Linked DNA regions of Mus musculus: regions 1, 2, 3 and 5 are each linked to region 4. The links are chromatin contacts, called in public promoter capture Hi-C maps. All regions are on one chromosome and are shown on one strand. The core of a region is the stretch at or near the end of the contact, and the rest is flanking DNA. Distances in the headings are between cores, read along the strand shown.

Region 1 (5,232 bases), core at 1,427-3,926, 1.9 Mb before region 4:
AGTCTCTAGTGGGGTCGGTCGATGCACCTGTGATACCAGCATTCGGACGCTGAGGTAGGATTGAGTGCAAATCGAGATGTGGCTATATAATGAGACCTTATCTCAAACAAAAATAAATAAAATAGATAAATACTAAACTATCCGATTAAAATCTCTATTTCGCAATGAGGAGACTAACATCCCAGGTAAGCACACAATACTGGGCCTGTTTCAAGCCAAGGCTGACATACCCACCCTCCTCATGGTAGTCTGGTACTTTCTATAGGCACAGTGCAGCCAATGAGAAAGCCTTCGAAAGCCAGTGTCCACTTGGACAACAAGCTCAGCAGAACCAGATTGGTTCTTGCAACTTAAAATCCTTTAATTTGTTTAAGAAAGGGACTGATAGCAATGACAGTGGGGTGCTTTATTCTCAAGAAATGGAAGTGTGGGGAGCTAGGGAGGTGGCAGTGTCCTTGTCTGGCATGGAAGTGACCCTGGCTAGCATCCTGACACACACAGAGAGATGATTTAACATGTAGAGTAGGCCAAAGATAGTGACACAGGCTTCTCTGCACTTAGGAGGCAGAGGCAGAAGGATCTCTGTGAGTTCAAGACCAACCTGATCTACATAGTTTCAGGGCAGCCAGAGCTACAGAGTGAGACGCTGCTCTTTAAAAAAAAAAAAAAAAAAAAAAAAAAAAAAAAAAAAAAACCACCCCACCGACACCAACAAAGTAGACTATATTCCATATATAAAGAAACTTCTGAAAGGATGCGACAAAGTGATCATCAGAGTTACTAAGATGAGGGGACTGGGCAATGAGGGACATGGCGGAAAGGAGATCGTTTTTATTTTATGTATTTCTTGAACTGTATGAATCTGTTACTTAAAACACTGTGGAGGCTGAAGAGATGGCTCAGCAGTTAAGGGGACCTGTGCTGGATTCCCCGTGCCCACACACGGCTCCCAGCCATCCAGGACTCCAGCTCCAGGCGAGAGGACGTCGTCTCTGACCTCCATGGGCACCAGGCATGTATGCAGTGCATATACATACAAGTAGGTAAAGCACTCAATGCGAAAAATAAAATAAATAATTCTTTAGAATAATTAATGTAAATATAAGCAAATACAACCAAGGGAGTACCTACTTTTAATCTTAACACTTCAGTGGCAGGAGCAGGAGTATCCAAGCTTCAAGCCTACCTGCACTACTACATAAGGAGCCCGTCATAAAGCCAAACACAAACCAAAAAGTTGTCATTTACAGTCCATATGAAACATTACATAGCTATAAAAACCTGCTTGTGCTGGGCAGTGGTGGCACATGCCTTTAATCCCAGCACTTGGAAGGCAGAGGCATTGAGGTCTGTGAGTTCTAGGCTAGCCTGGTCTACAGAGCTAGTTCTGGGATAGGCAGGGATTCAACAAAGGAGGCCTGTCTCAAAAAACAACACACACACACAAAATAAAACAAACAATAATCAGTTGTGGAAGGGAAATGTTCAGGTTGTAATAGATGCATTGTTTGTAAGAACAGAAGGAAAAAGCCTGCACTCAGAGGACAGAGCTAGTTACGGGACAGCCAAGGATATCCAAAAAAACCCCTGTCTCAAAAAACAACAATTATAAAAGCAAAGAATAACCAACTGTCATAGGGAAACCGTCTAGGTTATAACAGATACAACGTAAGCCTGCTGCACTCAGCAGACAGAGGCAGGAGGGCTACCCAATCTTGGTAGAAAACAAACATCAAAACAAAAAACATCCACCGGATGGGCAGAGGTGGCACACATCTTTAATCCCAGCACTTGGGAGGCAGAGGCAGACAAGCAGATCTCGCTGAGTTCAAGGCCAGCCTGGTCCTACAAGAGCAAGGCTACACAAAGAAACCCTGTCTCAAAAACAATCAAACAAACAAACAACACATCCTACTAAATGTTATTTAAGGGAGATAATTCAGTATGCAATAATTCCTTAAAAGGAAAGGCTAAGCGCTGGGTCTAGGTCCTGGTCTCTCTTTTAAAAAGATGTGAGCCAGGGGCTACAGGGTATGACCTCGTCTCCTAAATTAATAAAATAAATAAAAGTTAAATAAAGAGAGATGCGTCATTATTGAGTCATGGAGGGCACATTAGGCAGGGAAGCCGGATGCAGTGTGTTAAGAACGTGGAGGACTTCTGGACCACAGCCAGAAATGGAAAACCATGATAAGCGGACCCTCTGCTATACTGCTTGATTATAAAATGTCATCCGATGCAACGTCCACACAAATCACGAGTGGTGTCACTGTTAACACAGGAGTCCTCGTAGGATGTGATGTCACCATCGTTGACACTACTTTACGGGGAGACGCGGTGATAGTGACAGAAACCCAAAACATCCGGTTCGTTAGGGCGGCGACCTAAGGCTGACTGCGCAGGGCCGCGGCGCGTTCCCGGACCGTCTCGGGGGTTGGAAACTGAGGACCGGCGTCGCGAGGCCAGGTTAGGGCCGAGGCGGCGGCGCGCGGACCGGGGTGCCTGTTCGCACCGACGACGTCCGCGCCCCGGCCTTCCCCCGACACTCACCTTCATCACCGCCAACCCCGGAGGCCATCGCGGCTCGGCCAGGACCTCCATGGCCGCACCTGATGAGACCGCCAGCTACCGGCCCGCCACGCAGCTCCTCTACTCGAAATTCCCCGCGCTACACCGTACGTCAGCTACGTGCGGCGCGCTCGCGGCGAGCGCACGGCATGCTGGGAGCTGTAGTTCTTGTGCGTTGGACGTTAGCGGCTTCGGAAGACCGAAGGGGAAAAAGTGAGACATTCCAGGGCGTAGCCTGGAGCGATGCAGGCGTTTGGACCTCTTGGATCCCGAGAGACAAGAAGATAAGTGAAAGATTAAAAGCAGCTTTAATCTGTCTTATAAAATGAATAAACAAAAGATTCCGGAAGGTGATTGAATATTAGGAAAAAGAAACCAAATGAAGCCTAAGCCTTGGTAGAGAGTTCAAGATCTAGGCTCAGGTCTTCCCTCTTCAGGTAGTAATCTCTGGTTGCTTTAGAGATCTGTCTTGCTCCTTGAAAATATCTAAAGTTACACTTCTGTCTCAACTCCTCTTTCTGTAAGCATCCACGAGAGCCACATAGAGCCTCTGTTCTTCAAAGGTAACCACGGCTAATATTGGCACTTAGTTCTCAGATAGTCCCCATGTATAAAAGGACCAGTGTTAGCAAAGAGTGTTATTAAATCAGTTTAACAGGAACCCACATTCTTTTTTATCAAATTACTCCATCTACTTGAGAGGCTCCTCACCCTCTTCCATCTCCCAGGTGACGCCTTATCTCCCGGACCTGTCTCCAGAAAGGTTCCTTTTAGGCTCATTTAACCAGAGCTCCATTATCTGGATGTGGAACGCTGACCAACACACAGCCAGCCTGGCTACTCAGTTCAGCACTCATCTTCTGCCTTCTGTGGGCCTCCGCTGTACTAGGTCTCAGGGGCCACAAGTTGGTCCAGATGACTCGCAAGACAGAATCCCGAAGCTTGCGGTATCACTGATACCCCGGTGGCCCACACATTCACCGATTCAACATGTATGTTTTGAAGACTTACAATGGACCAGGCATGTGAGCTCTCCTGGAAAGTAGGGGGAGAGATGTGGCTGTTACAGACACTTTACAGGTGTGAAGACTAAAACCCAGCAGGTTAGGAATTCATTCTTTTGAGTTTTTATCATAAAATAATCCCTGTAATCTGAGCCAATTAATTTTTCCTAGCCTACAGTCACAGATGAACTGTGCAACACCAACACAAACAACATTTAGGTGATAGTTTACTTATTACAGTAATAGCTAACACATATTAGACCACCTGTATTCAAAGCACTCCTGTGGCTTTGGGTTGTTTTGTTTTGTTTTGTTTTTGCATCATGCACTTACTTGGTTTACTCATTATTCAAAGGAAAGAAAAATGGGTAATTGGTGCAGAGCATTCTGCAGCTAAGTAGAAGCAGGGCTTGAACTCAGGATGTTGGGCTTTTGAGCATATAAACTACCACAGAATCGTCTCATAAGAGTCTGTCTGGTCAAGACAGTTCTTTCCGCATGCAGATACGGAACCCAGTGTCAGAACAGCAAGAGGATTCAGACACTGAATCTAGCAAGTCGGCAGCCAGGAGGTAAATGGCAGATTAGATGCAAGGTGGATTTGTACCAACCCATCAGGGGAGAGTACTCACATGAACTCTAGGTTGAGTTGGGTGCTGCTGGATAGTTCTGGGAACATCGGAGGGGCAGGTGGCAGATTAGATGCAAGGTGGATTTGTACCAACCCATCAGGGGAGAGTACTCACATGAACTCTAGGTTGAGTTGGGTGCTGCTGGATAGTTCTGGGAACATCGGAGGGGCAGGTTGCCGTGCAAAGATACGGCAATAACAAAAAAGCAAGTTTGCCATAGTTATTCCTTTAGGGTTCTCTTTGGATACTGGGCAATTAGGTTAACAAATGACTGGGGAGTGAAAGAGAAATGTGTGAGAAAAGAGGGAAGAATAGGGGAGGGACAGAGAGAGGGGGAGGAAAGGAAGAGAGGGGGGAAGGAGGGAGGGAAATGAGGAAAGAGAGAAAAGAGGTGGGGCTGGGGAGGCACTCTCTTCTCTGCAGAGCCTCCAGGTCACACCCCAATGCCATTCATCTCTGAACTCTTGCCACCAACCACTCAGTGAGATGGAATTAATGAGCAAATTACCAGTGAGCTCACATTCCCAGGTCATCTTTTCCTCCTGAGCTAAATGTTTTCCTCCTGTCCTCTTTAGCAGCACCCAAGGAGCCATGTCACCTCTGGGCCTAGGGAGGAAAGTTCCAGGGAACAAGCAGGTTCTAGAAAGACCATTATGGGCTCAGGGCAATATGCCTCCCCTTTTCCCTCCCTTAAGCCTCAAGAGCCATTCTCCTGTCTCCTGACAAGCTGCCGTCTGTCTCTGAGAAACATGCCCTTCTTTTAGATCAATAACGAGCTTGTGCCTCTTTATTCAGGAGCAAAAACAAAATGTTCTGTATTTAAAAAGCAGACAAGAGTCAGAGGCTCTCCCATAATACTTAGCCCCAAGTGAAGAGCCAGGATAGGTTGACTCCATGAAAAACAGATGCCCAGTAAACTTGAATTTCAGATATACAGCAAATAATTTAGAAGTATAGTGTGTCACAAACATATAACATACCTATATTTTAAAAAATATTCCCTGATTATCTGAAATTAATGGTTTAAC
Region 2 (5,189 bases), core at 464-2,963, 1.0 Mb after region 4:
TGTCTGTTTGGGGAATGTGTTAACCTTAGAAATAGCTGCAAGAGTATCTCCAAATAGGAACCAGTGATCAAGCAAGCACAAAACATTTTCTATCAATTACCAAAACTGGTTAGCAAGACTTAACAAGGTAAATTTTGTTCACTACCATAGCGGGAGGGGAGCAAAGCAGTAACCAGCAAGAACTAAACATTCACAACATGAAGTTAATTAATAAATGAACTAGTTCATTACTATCCATCACACAGACCCTTCACAAGCGATCAATTTTTCCTTTTGAACCCTGACGTCTGTCTTCCTGCACCCCACATTTACTAGCTGCTCCCCCAAATCATCCCAACTCCCGCAGGCTATGCCTCTGAGCCTTGGTGCCAGCTGTTCCCTCCGCCGACAATGTCCTCCCCTCTGCCTCACCTGGCGGAACAGTCCTTCAAACTCCGCGCAGAAGCAAGCAAGGAACCTCAGGGCTTCTCGACTCTGCACCTAACTGTTCTAAATCCCAAGAACACTTGGGAAAACAAGCCTTATCACCTCCGGTTGTTTTCACGCCCCAGGAGCTGAGTCTCCAACGACCCCACAGGACGCATTGCAGGCATTCAGACGTGCCCTGAATTCATTCCCCACTTCTATACACAGACCTGGCCCATTCCCCAGGACCCAGTTACGTCTCAACCGGGAAAGAAGAGATTCGACTGTCCCTCCTAACAAAGAATGAAAACCAGAGGCACACCCTGGGCCCTGGAGAGAGAACAATGAATGAACACGGTCACCTCGTTTGTGTCCCAACTCTGCATCCATGCACCGGCTCTGCAAAAGCCTGGGAGGTTGTCGCTTCACACAAAAGGCAGCCTGGCTCCCGATCGCGAGCATCCCGGGCCACCCATTTGGAAGCCCCAGGCGAGGTCGCAAGCCTTTGAGGCGGGACCCTGACCGGTTTCTCTCGCTGCCTTCCCCGATTCCTCTTGTCTTCCCTAAAAGGGTGTCACTTAAGCGAAGCAGCCCGAGAGGAGGTGCAAGGCCGGGCTCCCCCCACTTCTGCAGCCCGAGAGAAAAAAGAACGAGCCCATCCCAGTGACAACACAGTCACTGGGCAGCTCTGGGAGGATTTTTTTTCCCCCATTGCCAAAATATGAGGAATGCTCGCTGGGCACCGGAGTGGCGCTGGCACGTTTCCGAGAAACACTGGGAAATCTGAGCAGGGGTGTGGAAACTGGCTCGCCGGCCATGACACCCGGCCCGCGCCCGGCCCGCCACCAGGATGACAGCGGCCTGGCCGACCCTGCGCCCCACGGTCGCACCGTCAGCCCTGTGGCCTACCTGAGGGAGCCGGGCAGTGCCGGGTCCCGTCGTGCAGCGGCAGCGGTGGTTGAGAGAACGCGTTGGTTGCGGTCACATTCGGCGTGTCCCCAGCCCGGGGGACGGGGCCCCGGGGAGGCCCCGCATCGCTGCACTAGCGCCCCGCGCCTCAGGGCACGCGCCCCAAAGCTCGGCCAGCTGGCCCGTCCGAGGGCCTGCGGAGAACAACAGAGAAGCCTTCCCGCCTCAAGTCCGCTCGGCTCTAACTCCCGCCATCCAAGATGGCGGCACCAGCACCCGCGAAGAAGACGCTCTCAGGCTATCCCGGGCGAGCTAGCCCTGCGCTCGACACTCGTCTCCACGACCTGCGGCGCCGCCGGGCTCACTGCCTCTGCGCGAGCTCCTGGGCTCGGCAGTCCGCTTAAAACTCGGCTCGGGGATCTATCGCTCGAGCCTGGAATGTGGCCCCGCCTCCGGGGGCGTGGCCTCGCGGTCCTGCGGCCGCCATTTCGGGGTTGACTCCGTGGTAGCAGAGTGACTGTTTCTGGTTGGAGGCCAGTGGTATTGGGCTGCAGCCGCGGTCCGGCCACCCGCGAGGCCCTCAGCGGGCCAGACGCGCCTGGTGACACACGGCACAGGGCTCCAGCTCTGGTGCTTCCTCTCCGAAGTTGACATCCGTGGAGAATGGCGGCCTAGGGGTTTTGTGGGAAAGCCCTCATGCTATGTGAAACCTCAGGTTCCTCATTTGTAGATGGAGTGTTCGCTGTAGTACACCAAGTTGACCAAAAACTAAAAGTATGGTGTTGCACACCTGTAATGCCAGCGCTTGGAAAGTGAGGGCAAGAGGGTCGGGAGTTCACGGTCATATGAGCTGCATGAGACCCTGTCTCAAAAAAGAAAAAAAAATTAAAATTGATGCGACAATATGGCCCACCGTAAACTGAAGCCTGTTGTGCGTCTTCGTACAGCCCCCGTGGAATAGACACCTGGAGGGCAATGTGTATTGTCAATTGTGCTTTTTTTTTTTTTTCCCCTCTTTGAAATAGGTTCTCAATTTTATTTATTTATTGTGGTTTTTCGAGACAGGGTTTCTTTGTCTAACAGCCCTGTCTGTCCTGGAACTCACTTTGTAAACCAGGCTGGCCTCGAGCTCAAAGAGATCGCTCTGCCTCTGCCTCTTGAGTGCTGGGATTAAAAGCATGTGCCAGATTCCCTCTTAATTTGAGGCTGGCCTCAGACTCTGGTTCTCCTACCTCTGTGTAAGTATTTTCCAAGTAGCCATTTGGGGACCCGCAAGGTGACTCAGAGAGTAAAAAGTGTGCAGAGTAAAACCTGATGGAAGAGAGAACAGGCTCCTGAAAGTTATCCTCTGACCTCCATTCGAACCCGGTGCTACGTGCGCAACCTGCAACCGCATTTACAAATACACAGACAAGTTTTTTTTTGTTTTTTTTAAGTAACCATTTATAAGTAAACATCTTTTGGCATTTAGTGCGTTCACAGTATTGTGTAACCACAACTTTGGTTCCAAAACATTTCCATTACTCTGAAATAAAATTACCCACTAAGCAGTTTAGTTTCTCACTAGCTCCCACCCAGAGCAACCACCAATACTCATTTTGCTACTACAGACCTGACTTCTAGATTATCTTGTGTGCGTGGATACTTATAAAGTATGGGGCCCTTTATGATTTAAGTCTTTTCACTTAGCCTGTTTCCGAGTTCATCTGTAACACATGTGTGCTAATACTTCACTCCTCTTTAGAGCTAAACTATTTCATCAGAAGTTTACACCAGATTTTCTGTCTAGGATAACCATGGAAATTTAGGTTCTTTCCATCTTTTGGCTTTTGTATTGGTTACTTTTCTGGTTTCTGTGACAAGATAATGGACAAATGCAGGGTTAAAAAAAAGGGGGGGGGAGGTAGGCCCAAAGGGGAATGGCTAACCACTGGGTAGTGGTTAGGGCACCAGCTGCTCTTGCAGAGGACTTAGGTTCAATTCTCAACACCCACATGGTAGTCACAACCACTCATAACTCCAGGTGCAGAGGATCAAATGCCCTTTCCTGATCTCTGTGTACCAGACACATAGTACACAGATACACATAAATAGATTAAATCATAATAATAAAAGAAAGGAAGGGCTTCTTATTTTGGCTGACAGTTGAAGGACGCAGTCCATCATGGTGGGAAAGCCATGATGGCAGGAGATGGAGGCTGATGGTTGTGTCTCCCCATGGTCAGGACAGAGACTCAGGTCTTAGCTCACTGCTCCTTTGTGTTCCCTTTTCCTGTCTGAGACCCTCTGCCTATGGATTAGTGTCACTTTTAGAATGGGTCTTCTGATAACAACCCAATCTAGACGCTCCCTCAAAGACACACCCAGAAGTGTGTCTCCTAGGCGATGCTGCAGCAGTGGTTCTCAACCTTCCAAAGGCTGTGACCATTTAAAACAGTTCATGTTGTGGTGACCCCGATCATAAAATTAGTTTTGTGGCTATCTCATAACTGTAATTTGGCTACTGTTATGAATGGTTGTGTAAATATCTGTGTTTTTTTAATGATCTTAGATTGCCCATGTGAAAGAAAAGGGGATTGAGACCCACAGGTAGAGAGCCCCTGAAGCTTGTGAAATTGGCAGTCAGTATTCGCCATTACAGTGAGTGGTGGGACTAGAGTGAGTGTTATATGTACTTGCCTTGCTCGTGTTCCTTTTTTGGTTTGGTTTGGACTTGATTTTTGAGACAAGCTCTCACTCTGTAGTCCTGACAGGCCTGAAAGTCACTATGAAAACCAAGCCAGCCTGAAACTCAAGAGATGTGTCAGCCCCTCCTTCTGGAGTGCTGGAATTGAAGGTGGGCTCCTGGCTAAGTGCTCATTCCGTTCAAGGTTTACTTTTAGCTGTGTGTATATGGTAAGAGGGGTGGCATGTGCATATCAATGCAGGTGTCTATGGATCTAGAAGAGGACGTTGAATCCCTTGGAGCCAGATTTACAGGTGATGTGAGCTGTGTCCGTGGGTGCTAGGGATAGAACTCACTTCCTCCACAAGAGAAGCACGTGCCCTTAGCCACTGAACCATCTCTCTAGATCCCCGTTTTTCATTTTCTGGAGTATATATCTAAGAGTGGAATTTGGGGAAACATTTTATATCCTGCCGGATTGCATGTCTCCCACCTTGGAGACCTAGTTTGTTGATAGGCAATGTTAGGGTTAATTAGGTAAAGCTTGCAAGCAGAGCTGGGCAGTTTGGGGGCAGGGGCTGATAAATAGTCTGAAAAATGAATAGGTGGTGTTGGATCAGGAAGGGAAAAATGGAGATGTTTCAGAAGAAGCAGGGGAGAGGGAAGGCTAAAGCCAGCTGTGACGGTATTAGAGCATTCTCCAGTTCAGAAGTGGCAATGTTGGGGGTGGGTGGGTATGGGGGACTTTTGGTATAGCATTGGAAATGTAAATGAGCTAAATACCTAATAAAAAATGGAAAAAAAGAGTACATATTGATGTACACATATCAAAAAAAAAAAAAGAAAAGAAAAGAAGTGGCAATGTTGAGGGTTTTAGATGTGAAACTTGATAAGTATACCTTGCTCTTTATTTTAGCTCAGTAAAATTTCTTTTAGAAGACACTGCAAGCTTTAAGCCTTAGAAGTATTTTTAAGGTGCTGGAGACCCTGCTCATCAGGTAAAGAGCTTTTTCTGTTCTTGTAGAGGACCTGGCCTTTCCCTATACCAACATGGTATCTCAGAAACATCCATAACTTCCCTTCCAGAGGAGCCAATACCCTCTTCTGACCTCTTCAGGCACCATACAGATAAAATTAAAAAACAAAACAAAACAAAAACAAAAACAAATTAATACAAAAGAGTTACTTTTAAAAAAAATTTTATGTATAT
Region 3 (5,496 bases), core at 174-2,673, 1.6 Mb after region 4:
AGAGTGGGTGTGTAAGTTCAAAAAACACAACCAATTCTGTTGGTGGAGGGCAAGGTACTGTTGATCTAAAATCCCACCTCTAAGTATCTCTGTTACGAGACACTGATAAAACTACCACCCACTCACAATTTCAGTCTCAATCTGTAAATGAAAGTTGGGGGGTAAGACCCCAGGTCCTGGAGGATTTTATATCTTACCATTTCTATTAAGGTTTTCCTCCAAGCTTTGTGACAATTTCTTTATGCAAATTCTATACACTCAAAGACAAAGGTTTAGTTTAATTTCTAAAATTTAAGATACAGGACAGGGAGAGGAACAAATCAAACTTGTGCTATATTCTAAAGTTGTTACCTGCTTTTTCAATCTTGGGGTTTTTACTGTGTTTGTTTTCTTTCTATTTTTCTTTTTTCCTTAAAAGAAAAGCCAATTTAGGAATTCCAGGGACGCATGTGCACATGGATCTTTTGACAACTATGTCAGGCTATGACAACAACCATTTTAGAAGGGGTGCATGGTAGTCGTTTTTTTTTTTTTTCCAATAAAACCTAAGCCTGGACATTGGTTATGATCTATGAAGACTAAGGTAAAACGTGACACCAGAGCACAGAGAGATATTCTCCAAGAGCTCAAGTGGGCTACCTCCAGAAGCCCCAGCAGCAGATCCAGTAGGGGAACCTCCATCAACGCTGTCCAGGGATGGAGTGGGACAGACACTGAATCACTGGACCAACACCGTCCACACTTTGGCTGAGGCTGAAATCTCAGGTTTTGTAGCGAAATGCATCTCACTGCGGGCCCCCTGCTCTCCACAAAAAGGGTTAATAAAGGGCATCCTAACCACCTAGACTCCCATCTCACCTATTCTTCGCAGGACAGCGGGTTTCCTCCTCCAAGTTAAACCACGAGTTCAAAATCAAAACAAAAGGTGCAAGACTGGTTTCAGGTGGCAAGGGCTGACTTTCGGTGGCCAACTTATGGGTACCGCAGGGCCGGACGAGGGAGGACTCTCAGACCTCGGCTAGCCAGGAGGCCTTGGGCCTGGGCGCGAGTCCTCACACGCCCCTCGCTCAGCTCTGCCCAAAGGAGAGCGGGGGAGAGTGCCCGAGCGGGGGCGGGGGCGGGGGTTGTCCCAATGACAGGCAGAAGGCCCGGAGACGCGGGGTCCGGCCGGAGGCCCGGGGCTTCGGCGCCGCCAGAGCGACCAGAGGTCCGATCCGCGCCAGGCCTCGAGGAGGCCCCGCGACCGCGACGGGCCGCGCTAAAGAGATCGCCCGTCCCCACCCACGGCCTGGGCCAGTCCTACTCACCGGTGGAGAGACGACGGACAGCCGGCGTCTCCGCCAGCGCCGCGGCTCGGTCTCCAGCGCCGGCTCCTGCAGCTGCCGCCGCCGCGCCCGGTCCATCCCCACCCCGACCACCCCCCCCTCCCGGCCCGCCCCCCGCGCCGCCTCAGCCGCTGCCGCCGCCGCCTCCGCCGCCGCTGCCACGGCCCCGGCGCGCGAGCGCGAACCAGCGCGAGGGAACGACAGCTAGAACGAGAACGCGCACCCCGTCGCCACAGCCGCCCACAACCTCCGCCTCCCGCCGACAGCGCATGCGCAAGGCGGTGCCGAGCGGGACCGCGCACGCCGTGGGGGCGTGACCCGACCCAGAGGTGTAGCCACGCCTCAGGCCCACCCCCCCACGCGGGCGCAGGTCAAGTAAGCGGAGGCGCTGCAGGTGGTGCGGCATCCTCCGCCAGAGTTTTTCCTGACCGTTCCTGCAGTTCAGACGCTGAAGCATTTCAGCATCTCGGCTCTTCGACTCCTCGGCTTGTCGTTCTTTAGCCTCTCAACCCCTCGGACCGTGGGCTCTTCAGCTTCTCGGCTCTTCCACCTCTGGACCCCACGTATCCTCAGCCCCTTTCTCTGCTTTTCGGGTGCCCTCAGAGCCTCAGTAACTCAGGCCAGCTGTCCTGCTAAACAGGCTAAAGCTAATTTCTGGGACCCACTCCTCCGAGTCGCACAATTCTCTCTACCTTGACTCCCAGGGCCTTCCAACTAGGGACTGGCTTTAGGTCAATGACAAAACCCCTAGTAGCTCATCTCTTTAATTATCGGGATGTCTCTAACTCAGTCGTCCGTCACTAAGATGGCAAAGCTTCTTCCGGTATTGGAGGATCTGTGAGTGGAAAACGGTAATAAACAGAGTCCATTGGCTCGTGAAGTTTGAAAGCTGATGGAGACCAAATGGGCGAAATGTAGTTGGGGATGATGGAGCTACAGTCCAATTTAACAATCCTTAAGTTGCAAAGAGTGCACTGGGGTGAGGACACGGCCTGGCCAGAAGGGGAGCTAAGGGGCTACTGGTCAGGGTGCTGCAGTCAGGACCTAGACTGCACGTGAAAAGAGGTAGATAAAAAAGGTTTGGGACTTCTGAGAGTTTCAGGAAGCCTTTGAGCTTTTCTTCAGCCGTGGTTGCAGGGCTAGGAACTTGATTATTATGTCTGATTTTAAATTATTATGCAGCCATGTGAAAAGTGGCCTGGGTGAGGGAGGTCATTCAGGAAGCAACTGGCAAGATGGTGAAAGCAAGGACGCAGTGTGCTCATAGAGAAAAACATTGGGAGTAAAATGGATATACATTTTGATAAATTAAAGGAAAGGTGAAGGAGAAGGAGGTGGCAGGGTTGACTCAGATTGGAGGGTGGTGAGGATGAGCTTGCACATGTAAGGGGCAGCATGAATAAAGCCACCAAGGAAAATGATCAGAAAATGAAGGCTAAGCATGTATGCCATTGTAAAAAATAATAATAATAAGCTGATTTTAAAAAATGGGTGATAAACCTAAAGATAAGACTGAAAAGAAAGAAGAAAATACAGAAAAGTCTTTGTATCCCTGAGTTAGGCAAAGATTTATTTTAAAGTCATGAACCATGACATTATTTGATAAGTTAAATTTTATCAAAATTCATGTTGTTTATAAACATTTGAGTAATTAAAAAAGCAAATTACTGATGATAAATGAACTCAGAAGTAGAGTATATCCAATGAAAGTCTTGTCTAGTCTAGGAGATGTAAGGCCTTTTCTTTCAGGGCTGAGGATTGAACTGGCCTGCTAAGTAAGTGCTAAACTACACAGTTACCTCCTCTGCCCGAAATAATAGGACAAACAACCCAATAAAACAGTAGGCAAAAAGCTTTGGTAAGTATTTCACAAGATGTAAAAATGGCCATTAACCAACAAAAGGTAACATTTTACTCATCTAGGGATTTGCAGATTCAAACTACAGTATCCACACTGTCATTTGAGTAGCTAAAATTAAAGACTGGTAACCTACCTGTTATACTTCTCTCCTTAGCCATACTTAATTTTTAAAAGCAAAAGAAAAGAAATAAAAAGCTAAATGTCTTAATGAAGAGACACCAAAACAATTCTTTTTTTTTTTTTTGAAAATGTTAGCATTTAATTAACCTCCGGTGTGGCTTTTAAGCCACCAGAACACAGGCATCTCCAACACCCTTAATCTTCTCCTCAGCTCTTCTGCTGAAGAATTTGGCCTTCACGATGACAGGTTGCTTAGGGAGCTTTCCCTTGCCCAGAACTTTGTAGTAGCCTGATCGAACAACATCAATGATGGGAGCAGCTACAGTCCTGTTTTTTGCTGCATTGACCCGCGTCTGCTCGCTGACCAATGTCCACAGTTTATCCAGGTTGACTGTTGGGCAGAAGCTCTGGTTCCTCTTCAAGTGGTAATGCCTCATACCAACTTTCCCAAAGCAACCTGGGTGATATGTGTCAAAGTTGATCCTGCGGTGATGCCTGCCTCCAGCATTCCCGCGGCCGCCTGGGTGCTTGCGGTGCTTACGGATGCGGCCGTGGCTCACGTGGCCTCGGAGTTTCCGGGTCTTCCTCAGTCCGGATGGCATGGCGGTGGCAGAAAGGGAAAAGGGACCAAAACAATTCTAAGAAAAGAAAGTATTTAATTTAGGTTTGCTTACTGTTTCCAAGGTTTAGTACCCTATCAGCAAAGCAGGTAGCAGACAGACTTCCTCCAATAAGGCCACGCCCACTTCAACAAAGACACCTCTGAATCCTTGCCAAGTAGTGCTGCTAACCCTCAAACATTTCACATGCGCAGTACCATTCAGAAACCACTGTTAGCTTGCGTTGGTGGCATATGCCTTTAATCTCAGCATTAAGAAAGCAGAGGCAAGCAGATCTTAGGGAATTTAAGGCCAGTCTAGTTTACTAGTGAGATTTTGTCTAAAAAAAAAAAAAAAGTATAGTCAAAGTTGACTAACAAATGTTATTTAATAATACTTTCTATAGGAAATAAACATGGAGAGACTAAAGACTTAAGTTGTTGCTCACATATGTCAGAACTTTCACTAAATCACTGCAAAATCTGTGAACACTACTCTGGGTAATTTTATAAGAAGATTTTGTTCGAATGTATGAATGTTTGCCTGCACATATGTATGTGCACCCTGTGCATGCCTGGTGCCTGCAGAGGCCAGAAGAGGGCATTATATTTCTTAGAACTGGACTTTAAGATATGTCAAAGACCAGCTTTGACACCTAAAGTAAACTGAGGCAGGCAGCGAGGCATGGCATCAGTGATGGGGTCAGGGCTGAAAACAGCGCTAAAAGGAGCTCATGGGTTGGTCCAGACAGCGACTGATGGAGGCTGCTGCCTGTCACAGCCAGTGATTAGAGAAACTACTCAGCTGACTTCTTTTCTCTGAGGGAACAAAGCTTCATTCACTGAGGCTGTCACTACCTATGGCCAGTGAAAGACTCTGAACTCTTTTAACTCTTAGGGTCTGGTGAAAAAGAAAAGGAGAGAAAATTCACACACACACACACACACACACACACACACACACAGAGACAGAGTGGATGAAGCAAAAGGCAGACTCCAATAACTTCATACATATATGCATGCATGCATGCATGCATGCGTGCAAACCTACAGACAGATAGATGGACAGACATGTATACTCACACACATTGAATAGATGGAGCAAAGCTCCAACAAGCAGGCTCCAAGCATTACACACACACACACACACACACATGCGCACACATTCCTGGTGGGTGGATGGAACAAAGTTCCAAAAAGCAGGCTCCAAACATTTCTCATGTACATACATACACATATACACACATACATGCTGGGTGGAGCAAGCTCTGACACACACTAACACAAGCTTTACACGTATACATATATACAGATTTGATAGATGGAACAAAGTTCCAACAACTTTATTTTTCTACCATAGTTTATATCCTTGCAAAATTTTCAAGCAATATAAAATTATGATGCGATTACATTCTATTTTCTTTCTAGTGACTGACTATGATAAAACAGTATGTTCCCCTATACCTTTAGAAGAAATAACATTATGTAGTGCAGGTAAATAAATTATTCCTAAGGACCCATGTACATTCGTAAAGAAGCAAGTTGTTATAGATCAACAAATGTGAGCAAGCAAGGTAGTTTTCGCAGCCAGC
Region 4 (5,107 bases), core at 75-2,574:
GTCTGTCTCTCTCTCTCTCTGTCTGTCTCTCTTTCTTTTTTCCAGGAACCACTTTCCATTTGTTTACTCTGCCCCCCCCCCCGTATAAGCTATAAGGCACACACACACACACACACACACACACACACACACACACACACACACCACCTTGTAATTTATCCATTAGAAATAGGAAACCCTTAATGTAAAAAAAAATCAATAAATAGTCCAAGATATTATGATGAATCCCTAGAGGCACTCCAAAGGCACTGTGTGCCAGGAAAGGTGTCCGTGGACTGCCATCTCAGCAATGGTGATGCGGTATCAGGATGCTTGCCTTGAGCTCTGATCATCCTGGACTATAGAACTAAATCAAGTCAAGTACACTCTTGTCGCTAAGGAAGTCACTCATGTGCAAGACTCCCCAGGCTAGAGCATTTCATTATGTTCATTATCCTGTCAAAAAAAAAAATGTTTTCCCAGTAGTAAGTTTTTTGTTCGTTTTATTTGTTTGTTTGTTTTGTTTGAGATAGTGTAGCCCTGGCTGTCCCAGAACTCACTACTCACAGATCCACCTACCTCTGCCTCCCAAATGCTGGATTTTTTGTTTTGTTTTGTTTTGTTTTGTTTTTCGAGACAGGGTTTCTCTGTATAACTCTGGCTGTCCTGGAACTCACTTTGTAGACCAGGCTGGCCTTGAACTCAGAAATCTGCCTGCCTCTGCCTCCTGAGGGCTGGGATTAAAATCTTGTGCCACCACGCCCAGCCCAAATGCTGGAATTTAAGACATATCCCACACCGTCTGGCCCATATTAGGTTCTTAAGAAGTGATTTTATAGTCACTGAAGTTGCTGGCTGCAGTAGCTTGGTGGATATTTTAGATTCTATTTGGTTTTCCAGAGTTATATTTGGTTGGGCAAGCTTTTAATCCCAGCACTGGGGCAAAGCAAAGGTAAGCAATCTCTGTTAGTTCGAGACTAGACTGATGTATATGTATACAGGTCCAGAACAGCCATGGCTATGTAGTGTAAATATGAGGAGGACATAACCTTTTTAAAAAATTAAAAATGCAAAAAATAAAAATAAACCTTGTTTCAACACCTGTACTCTAGTACTACCCTGGGAATTTGATAATAATTCCGTAGTACTGTAGAGTCACTCGCAGGAAAATGTAATCTTCCTTACAAGCCCCAAAAGGCTTACAGGTTAGCCTTAGTTTCGCCCCGTTATTGCGGTTGTGGGGACCCTTTTTGTCGTTGTTGTTGTAGTGCGCATGCGCGCCGCGCTTCCGCGTTTGTGTGGGCTGGGTTATTACGTCATTGGGCCGCGCGGCGCGGCTGGGGCTGTGGTTGCCGGAAGTTGAGCGGCGGTAAGTAAGCCGTGGTTGCGGAGCAGCTGCCGGGGCTGGCGGGGTTCACTTAGGAAAGCTGAAGCCAGTTTTGGGCTGGTCTGGAATATTCTTCACCTGTCTATACTCGGTCCCCTCGTACTCCGGCAGAGAGTGTTGCGATCTCCGGGTCGGGAGGCGCCTCTGGTTGCTCATTCTGTGAAGTGCTGCCTTTGGCGTGTGTGGACCGGCCACGGAGTAAGCTTGTGTCCCCGGACTGTGAAGGGACTTGATCTTGTTACTTATGAGGAGGACATAATTAAATCTTTTCTACTAGAGGTTCTGCATCCCCTTAAAGGACCCAGAGATTACAAATTAGTACTTTATAGGAAATCAGCCTGGTGAGGCAAATGCACTTGTCAGAAAGTTTCTGAGCCAGGCATGGTCGCGGAGAGAGGTGACCCCAGCCGCAGGGAACCTGAGCCAAGAGAACTGCTATTTAGAACCAGCCTAGGCAATCGGACACAAACCCTTTTGCAAACTGGAAAACGGGTGTGGGATGTAGTTAAGTCCCAGAGCGGTTCTTCAGCGTTCCAGGGTCCTGGGTTCAATTACCAGCACATGCCAAATTGAATTTGAGATGAGACCGAATCAACCTGCGTCTGCAATTTTATTTAATTCTTTAAAATTATTTGTAACTTTGAGTGCGTGTATGCGTGTGTGGTCTCATGCCTCCAGAGACAAGACATGGCGGACCCCAGCAGAAGTGGAGCTCCAGGCAAGCTGTGCCTGATATGGGTGCTGGAAACCCTACCCAGGTCTTTGTAAGCACTGAGTCGAGTCAGCTTTCCAGTATAAATTAATTTATTTTTTTAAGACTGAATGCCATGCACCCCATGCTGTCTTTGAACACTCAGTGAAGCAGAGGCCGGCCTTTGAGTTTTTATATTTCTACTTCCACCTCCTTGAGTCCTGGGATTACAGGTGTGTACCACTACGCCTGTTTTTCTGATGTGTTCCTGCATGCTGGGCATCATAATATCATGGACTATTTATTGATTTTTTTTTTTTTTTTACATCCAGGGTTTCCTATTTCTAATGGATAAATTACAAGACGGTGTGTGTGTGTGTGTGTGTGTGTGTGTGTGTGTGTGTGTGTGTGCCTTATAGCTTATACAGGGGGGAAACAGGGGTAAACAAATGGAAAGTGGTTCCTGGGGAAAAAAAAAGAGACTTTGGAGTCATATTGACAGCAAATACTCTATCATCACCTCAGAGCTTCACTCCCATATCAGGCATCCTATTTATAAATCCTGGTCACAAATGTGCTTTCCCTTTCAAACGTGCTAATTTGGTGGCTTTTTATGTTGGTTTGACTTTGTCTTTCTTTTTTTAAAACCCATGTAACTGGTAAACAGACCTGTCTGCCTTGTAGACTTGAGGGCTCTGCCTCGGGCTTTTCCTTTCCCATAGACTGTTTATTTGTTTATTTTTTATTTTATTTTATTTTATTTATTTTTTTTTTTTGGCCTTGGTTTGTGAAAGCTCATGACTTCCTGTTGCTTCCAGCTTGCCTCCACCCAGTTCTTACTCAAAAAAGTCATGTGAGGAGTTAAGGACTGTGGCTTGCAGTCACAGCCCATTGCCCAATTAGAGTCATACTTGCTTTTAGTTGCCCCATGTGTATCTTTGAAAACTGCTAGACTGCCTTCCTCTCTCCTCTGTAGCTAAATGCACTTAGTTCTTTATAGTCAGTTCTACTGTGATACAAGACTTTTATATTATTAAATCCTAACATACAAAGCAGTGTCTGGTATATATGTTTAACAAATATGCATAGATATACCAAGTAAATGGCATACTTGAATACCAAATAAAAGACACATGCGAATGCCTATTATGTACCAGGCTTTATTTGTAAGTTAAGTGTCAGTGAATTGTACACTTTAAATGAGGTGGTAGTGATTATCTTTTTTTTTTTTTTTTTTTTTGTTTTTGTTTTTCAAGACAGGGTTTTCTGTGTAGCCCTGGCTGTCCTAGAACTCACTCTGTAGACCAGGTTGGCCTCGAATTCAGAAATCCGCCTGCCTCTGCCTCCGGAGTGCTGGGATTAAAGGCGTGCACCACCACACCCGGCTGGTAGTGATTATCTTAATCTCAGCACTTGAGAGGCTGAGGCAGAGAAAGCAGAGAAAGAAGGATTAAGAGTTCCACATGCTAGGTGTGGTGGTGCACACCTTTAATCCCAGCACTCTGGTGGATCTCCGAGTTCAAGGCCAGCCTCATCTACAGAATAAATTACAGGGGTAGCCAGTGCTATTCAGAGAGACCTTGTCTTTAAAAACCAAGAGATCAATCTTCTGATAGGCATAATTGTACAATCGTTTCATCTCAGTACCTTAGGAACTGGAGACCATCCTGATCTTCACAGTGGGGCTTTGTCTAAACAAATAAAAAAGTTGAGGCCTGGAGCAATGTTTCAGTGGCTTACCCATGCCATGCAAACACAAGGATCAGCGACCCAGAATCCTCATAAGTACCAGGTGGGCTTGATGACCTGTCTGTAATTTCAGCCTTGGAGGGTAGAGGCTGGCTGTGCAGAGCAAGCTGGCTAGCTAGACTAATGATATGGAATATTGATGAGTCCTGGGTCTGATTGAGAGACTGCTTCAATGGAACAAGGTGGAATGTGATGGAGGATGACTCCCAACTTCAACCTGGGCCTCCACAAGAATGTGCACATATGTGCACCCCTGTGCACATGTGCCCTCCCATAATGCAAACACGCATATACATACATGGACAACACAACCACATGAAAATGGACAAGGAACAAAGCCATCTTCAGCTGCATGCCTTGGTCAAGGCCAGCTTGGGCTACATGAAGCCCAGTCTCCAGAAATGAATGAATTAGTGACAGAATACTTCTAAGGAGTGGGAGGTGCTTCAAGTCCTGGGTGGTTGTATAAAATTCCAGGTAACAGGATGGAGAGCAACCAGGAGCCATTTGGTTTCTGTTTGGATTTGAGGATACTATTTGAGAATGTGTTGAACAAGAATAAACTCTGAGGACATAGTATTTGAGCCAAACCCAAACAATGAAAGCTATCTTCACCCCAGCTTTGTCCCCCAGTTTTCTTACACTGCTTACAGTTGTCTTGCATAGAGCTCTGCCCTCATCTGCCTGGAACATCTGTCTTCAGATTTATGTGGCCAACTTCTGTGTGATTTTTGGAACCTTTTAAAGAGTAGAGGATAGGACTTTATTACAAAACCACAGGATCAAGGTTCATTTTCTGAAGGCCAATATAGTGGCACATACCTTTAGTCCCAGCATTCTGGCAGAGGCAAGTAGATCTCTAAGTTCAAGGCCAGTTTGGTCTACAGAGTTACAGGACAGCCTGAGTTACACAGAGAAATGCTTTTGTGGGCAGGGAATTCAGGGGAATCCTTTTCTGTCCTTAGCGTGTCTCTCTCTCTCTCTCTCTCTCTCTCTCTCTCTCTCTCTCTCTCTCTCTCTCTCTCTCTCTCTCTCTCTCTCTCCCTCTCTCCCTCTCTCATTATATCTAAGTACACTATGATATAACTGTCTTCAGACGCACCAGAAGAGGGCATCAGATCTCATTATGGATGGTTGTGAGCCACCATGTGGTTGCTGGGATTTGAACTCAGAACCTTCAGAACAGTCAGTGCTCTTAACTGCTGAGCCATCTCTCCAGCCTGCCAGTATCGCATTAAAGAAAATAAGCATGGATCTGCTTAGTGCCTTACAGGGCCCCAACATCTGGGAATGCAAAGATG
Region 5 (5,299 bases), core at 1,066-3,565, 1.2 Mb after region 4:
TTTTCAAACAGGGTTTCTCTGTGTAGTCTTGGCTGTCCTGGAACTCACTCCATAGACCAGGTTGGCCTCCAACTCACAGAAATTTGCTTGCTTCTGCCTCCCAGATGTTGGGAAGAAAGGCATATACCATCACTGCCTAGCTCAACATGGGTTTTTAAATGTTAGGACTCTCCACACAGTATACCTGCTAAACTTTTTCTTAATTCACACTATAGGGATTCAATAAAGGATTCTGATAACAGTTGTTGGAAGTCTGAGATATGAGCCAGTAACTGAACTTTTCATCTGAGATCAGACAAACTGCTCAAATGAATCACCCCCTCTTTCCTGCAAACATGTAAGGGGAACACTTCACATATGTGTGCATTTTTGAGAACCAACAACTACCACTTTTGTAAAATAGCATGGCCCTCCAAAAGCTACATAATTTCTGGTAAGAACTTCCAGCTCTCTTTCAGTCTTGATTCTCATCACTTTGTGAGGTTAAAATGTACTCTCATTGGGTGGTGAAGAGATGGCTTAGCTGTTAAGAACACGAGCTACTCTTGCAGAGGTCCTGAGTTCTATTCCCAGCAACCACACGATGGCTCACAATCTTCTAACTGTAATCACATGGGACCTGATGCTCTCTTCTGGTATGCAAGACAAAGCACCCACACCCACACCCCATGTATATAAAACATATATATAACATAAATAAATAAATCTCTAAGAATTATTTTACTCTTATTGACAAATTGTGTGATAACAAAATCAAATCACCTGCAGAGTGGACCCCGAAACCTAGGCCCACCTAATACTTCTCCCATACTGTTATGGGGGGGGGATAGTTCCCACAAAACCTCCAGTGCAGTGGATCTCTTCCCCCTTTAAAGAATTTATTTATTCTTATTTATGAGCACCATGAAGGTGCTGAGGCCTGAATGGACTTAGATCCCCTGGAGCCAAGTTATAGATGGATGTGAGCCTCTGCTGTGGGTGCTGGGAACCAAACCCAGGTCCTACAGAAGAGCAGTAAGTGCTTTAAACAATTGAACTATCTCTCCAGTGTTTAGTACAGTGTATTTTAATCACTAAACTATACATTTTAAAAGTGAGGGGTTGGAGAGATAGCTCAGTGGTTAAGAGCACATATTCCAGGAGACTCCGTACCCACATCAGGCAGCTTATAACACCCTGCCTGCAACTCCAGCGCCAGTGAACCTGACACCTCCTCTGGTCTCCACCAACACCTACGTATATAGACAAACACATAAAGAAAAAAAAGTGGGTCTCTAGAGAGACCTTCTAACCCAACCTACTTTCTACAAATAGGGAAATAGGGACACTAAGCAAGACCTAGAGACTAACCACAATTAGAACCATGGCATTCTTAGATGGAATTTGGCGTTAGGTATCAGCTAGAAGGATCTTATAGGGAGACAAGGTAACTGAAACCTGAGGGAATCCCTACAAAACTGTTAGGTTAACAAAATGGGTCAAAACCCCAGCTCGCTACTTATTATTAGCTGATCTTCCAAAGAGAAAGTCACTTTGAGCTCAAAATCTCCGTTCTCCATCTGTAAAAAGGAAGTAGCATTAAAAAAAAAAAAGTTTTGTTGTTTGCTTTTGAGCCGGGAATCTTATGTACCATAGGCTAGCTTTGAACCCACGACGTACCAGAGACTCATCTTCAACTTCTGATCCTCCTGCCTCCACAGGCAGACGCCGCCAAGCCCGGATATTCGGTGCTGTCGCTCGAACCCTCGGCTTTGTGTTTACTACGTAAACACTACCAACTTAGTTAAATGCCCAGCCCTTAAAAGTGTTTGAGCGCCCAAGTTTTGGGACATGCAAATACGTGCATCATTTTAGCCCGGACACAACAGTAGCTTCCTCTGTGACTTGTCATAGGGCTATTTCTGAGGGTCCCTTCCGGCCCAGGCTAACCTGCTTGCATCACAAAACCTCCCTTGTCCTCCAAGCTCCCCAGTCAGTTCGGCCAAGGAATCGGGTACACCCTAGTCTTGTTCCCACAGGGCGACAGCTCTAGGTGCCACCTTGTGTTAAAGGTTAGGAAGACCCACACAAGAGCGACTCCTCTGAGGCCCGAGAGAGGTTTAATAACTTGCCAGCGATCCCAAGGCGGGTCTGGAACTAGGCTCTCTCCACGGACTCTGTTGTCCCCAAGGTTTGGGCTCTCCATCCCTGCTGCTTTGGTCCACTGGGGCGCAGCTGCAGCTCCAGGCCGAGAGGTGGAGTAAAACACAACTCAAACCACTGAGCCGAATCCAAACACCGACGTGAAAGTCAATCAACCCACACAGCAGCCTTCCCGCCACCGCTTCAGCTACAGATGCCACAGCCAGGGTCCCGCCAATCAAACCCTCTGTCGTCAAGACTCCCCGCCCCACCCACCTTTCCGGACCAATCGCTCGTGTCATACTTACGCTTCCGCCTCCTGCGTCCCTACGCGCCCGGCGCTTCGGCGGAGGAGGTGGGCTCCCTTTTGTACATGCGCACTTGGAGCTTTGGGAAACTCATGCGCGGTTCATTGCGCATGTGCGTTGCTAAGGGTAGCGCAGGTAGCTGAAGTGGTTTGTGGAAAGAAGCCTGTTGCTGCCGAGGCTGGGAGGAGGGGCCCGAAGCGTGAGGGAAACGGCGATGAGGGCCGTGTTGACGTGGAGAGACAAAGCGGAGCAGTGGTGAGGAGCGGGAACTTCGGGGATGGCGGGGAGGCGGCAGGAACCGGCGCATTGCCATGGCAACGGGCCTGCGGCCTGGACCGAGGACTCTGATTCCGTGCCTTCAACTTCCCAATGGAAGAGAAGCTGAGATTCCTGGAGGGGCATAGGGATCATCTGAGGGAGGCTGGAGCAGTTTATACGTCATCATCATCCAATTTCACTTCTCTCTTCTCAAAATTCCTCACCCACCAGTGTTTTCTCAGCTTCCTAACCATCCTCAAAGTGCCCACACTTTTGTTTATCTGACATTCTTTAAATTTCTCCTGTTTTTGTTGGTTTGTTTTTGAGATAGAGCCTCACTTTAAAGCTCTGGTTGGTCTGGAATGCACTATGTTGACCAAGCTGGCGTTGAACTCACAAAGATACATATGCTTCTAGCTCCCCAGTGCCGGGATTAAAAATTTTCGAGCAGGAACAAACAAAACGGTGTGAGTAACTTGCATCTCGGTTCTGAGCATTTCCACCTGAGCTGAGATCTACTGTGTCTGAAACAGGACATTTCCATGTACGGTCAGAGAAACATGTAAGATGCGATCAAGTCAAGACATCTCTTGATTGGGAAGTTTGAGGAGTATTTTCAAAATTAGTACTTAAGAGTGAGCTTAATTTAAAGCTTAATTTTAAATACTGAGGATTAAGGCTTAGTATTTAAGAGCACTTTGGATAAGTTCCAGGACAGTCAAGTCTACACATAGAAACCCTGTCTTTAAAAACAAAAACAAACGAACAAAAAAGAAAAAGAAAAAAATATATAGTAAAAAAAAATATTGGGCTGGAGAGATGGCTCAGAGGTTGAGAGAACTGTCTGCTCTTCAAGCGGTTCTGAGTTCAAGTCTCAGCAACCACATGATGGCTCACAACCATCTATAATGACATCTGGTGCCCTCTTCTGGCCAGCAGGTGTATATGCAGGAAGAATGCTGTATACATGATAAATAAATCTTTAAAAAAAAATCAAAAAGTGTTTTAAAAAGAGAGAATGACAATAGAATGACTCTGTCATCTTAATTAATTTGGTATGATTTGATATCCTATTCTATTTTGTCATTAAAATCCACCAGCCAGGAACACATTTCAGGAAATTCTGGCTTGACTAATTCTCAGCTTGACTCAGAGTCTTCTTAGATGGTCTGGTCTGTTCCCCACCACTGTCTGTCCTGAGACTTTTCCTTGTGAGACCTTTCCTGAGATCCTGAACGTCCCTCAAGGCTGGCTTTGGAGGAACTTGCACAAAGAGCAGCTAGTGCTGACATGATTCCAACACTAGCTAAGACCTTGTGCCCTTTACCTCAGTGTCTCTTCACAGCAGCTCTAGGTAGGTACTGTCATTATCTCCACTTTACAGATGAGAAAACTGACTTATAGAGAGGGCAGATAGGTACACATATCTGGGTGTGATGGAGCCAGCTTGCAAGCTCAGGCCACCCTGTTTCAAAGCCAGTTCTCCCAGGCTCTGATTTCAGTTAGGTGAGTCACGTGAATGGGTGGCCCTTACTTGTATTAAATAGAAGGGATTTCTGTTACTTGCGGGACATTTTTGTACACCCTGCTACTTGGAACGCATCACCTTGCCAGCGCCTTTCATTTTCATAAACACCTTTGAGGAGGTTAGCAGTAGGGTGCTCAGCAGTTGAAGGAATCTGCTGCCAAGGATAATGATCTGAGTTCGATCCCTAGGGCTCACATGGTGAAAGGAGAGGACCAAGTTGCCCTTTGACCTCCAAAAGTGCTCCATGGTACACATGCCTCAATAAATAGCTCAGCACTTAAAGAAGGCTTTGATAATACTTTTTTGAGACAGGGTCCCATGTAGCCCAGCTGGCCTTAGGCTTCTAGTTCTCCTGCCTCATCTTCAGCAGTGCTGAGGTAATAACAGAGTTTATTACTTGTCTCTTCACTCTAGTATAAGATTACCCACAGCCAGGGGTGGTGGTCCATGCATGTCTTTAATCCCAGCACTCAGGAGGCAGAGGAAGTTGGAGCTCTTTAAGTTTGAGGCCAGCCTGGTCTACATAGTGAGTTCCAGCATAGCCAGGGCTACACAGTGAGACAATCAAACAAACAAAAAGGAGCACCGGTGCACAAGGTGGCAGTCACTGGCAACCAAGCATTGGCTTCCATGTCAGAGCAATAGGGAGTAACAAGGGCTGTGGCAAACTGGAAGGCTCCCACTCTGCATGAAAGGGGCAGCTGCTGCTCTGCTCCTGCCAATTATCATGGGTAGAAATTTGGCCTAGTGTGTGCAGATCTTCCTATTTTTACCAGAAGCTAGGAATCTGCGTTTGAAGTGTGAAATGTCCTGATTTTTTAAATGTTGGCACCTAATTAGAAAAAAAAAAAAAAAAAACAAAGTAAAACACCATGTGAGCCAAGCAAAACATTTGCTGGTCAAATGCAGCCTGCTCTGCTCTGTTCTCAACCCCTGGCACAGAATTTTGTTCGTTCTGCTCTTGTGCTTAAGAGTCTGTTGGGTGTAAGAGTTATTTTTTAATCTGTTTATCCCAGAAGTCTTTTAACCTTGTAAAAGCAATGGCTGTATTTTGTTTCCAAATGTTTCTGGAGCCTTTTAGTAT

What was found. Promoter capture Hi-C pulls out the DNA fragments that hold promoters and counts their contacts.
Region 1: a promoter capture Hi-C map of pre-B cells shows a contact between it and region 4, with 4 times the contacts expected there. The contact joins the promoter of Rad18 here to the promoter of Atg7 in region 4.
Region 2: a promoter capture Hi-C map of pre-B cells shows a contact between it and region 4, with 7 times the contacts expected there. The contact joins the promoter of Raf1 here to the promoter of Atg7 in region 4. A contact is called at or near these places in 2 of 39 promoter capture datasets (hippocampal neurons and pre-B cells) and 1 of 115 datasets of contacts at active chromatin or transcription factors (pancreatic cancer cells).
Region 3: a contact with region 4 is called in a promoter capture Hi-C map of pre-B cells, with 2.8 times the contacts expected there. The contact joins the promoter of Tmcc1 here to the promoter of Atg7 in region 4. A contact is called at or near these places in 1 of 39 promoter capture datasets (pre-B cells), 1 of 484 Hi-C or Micro-C datasets (B cells) and 1 of 115 datasets of contacts at active chromatin or transcription factors (microglia).
Region 5: a promoter capture Hi-C map of pre-B cells shows a contact between it and region 4, with 2.9 times the contacts expected there. The contact joins the promoter of Mbd4 here to the promoter of Atg7 in region 4. A contact is called at or near these places in 2 of 39 promoter capture datasets (neutrophils and pre-B cells).

What each region holds. Positions count from the first base shown.
Region 1 is chr6:112,693,994-112,699,225 of GRCm38.p6, forward strand. Rad18 (RAD18 E3 ubiquitin protein ligase) reads right to left here and starts at 2,677. Exons shown (of 12, transcript NM_021385.2): 1 at 2,551-2,677. The coding sequence starts at 2,601. Gm35824 (a long non-coding RNA gene) reads left to right here and starts at 2,675. Exons shown (of 2, transcript XR_377964.4): 1 at 2,675-4,262; 2 at 4,377-4,494.
Region 2 is chr6:115,674,922-115,680,110 of GRCm38.p6, forward strand. Raf1 (v-raf-leukemia viral oncogene 1) reads right to left here and starts at 1,714. Exons shown (of 17, transcript NM_029780.4): 1 at 1,315-1,714. It overlaps D830050J10Rik (RIKEN cDNA D830050J10 gene), which reads left to right and starts at 1,047. Exons shown (of 1, transcript NR_152134.1): 1 at 1,047-3,446.
Region 3 is chr6:116,191,951-116,197,446 of GRCm38.p6, forward strand. Tmcc1 (transmembrane and coiled coil domains 1) reads right to left here and starts at 1,424. Exons shown (of 6, transcript NM_177412.1): 1 at 1,308-1,424. It also overlaps the pseudogene Gm8213.
Region 4 is chr6:114,641,803-114,646,909 of GRCm38.p6, forward strand. It overlaps Atg7 (autophagy related 7), which reads left to right and starts at 1,325. Exons shown (of 19, transcript NM_028835.5): 1 at 1,325-1,348.
Region 5 is chr6:115,851,026-115,856,324 of GRCm38.p6, forward strand. Mbd4 (methyl-CpG binding domain protein 4) reads right to left here and starts at 2,316. Exons shown (of 8, transcript NM_010774.2): 1 at 2,112-2,316. The coding sequence starts at 2,185. It overlaps Ift122 (intraflagellar transport 122), which reads left to right and starts at 2,503. Exons shown (of 29, transcript NM_001167763.1): 1 at 2,503-2,684. The coding sequence starts at 2,644.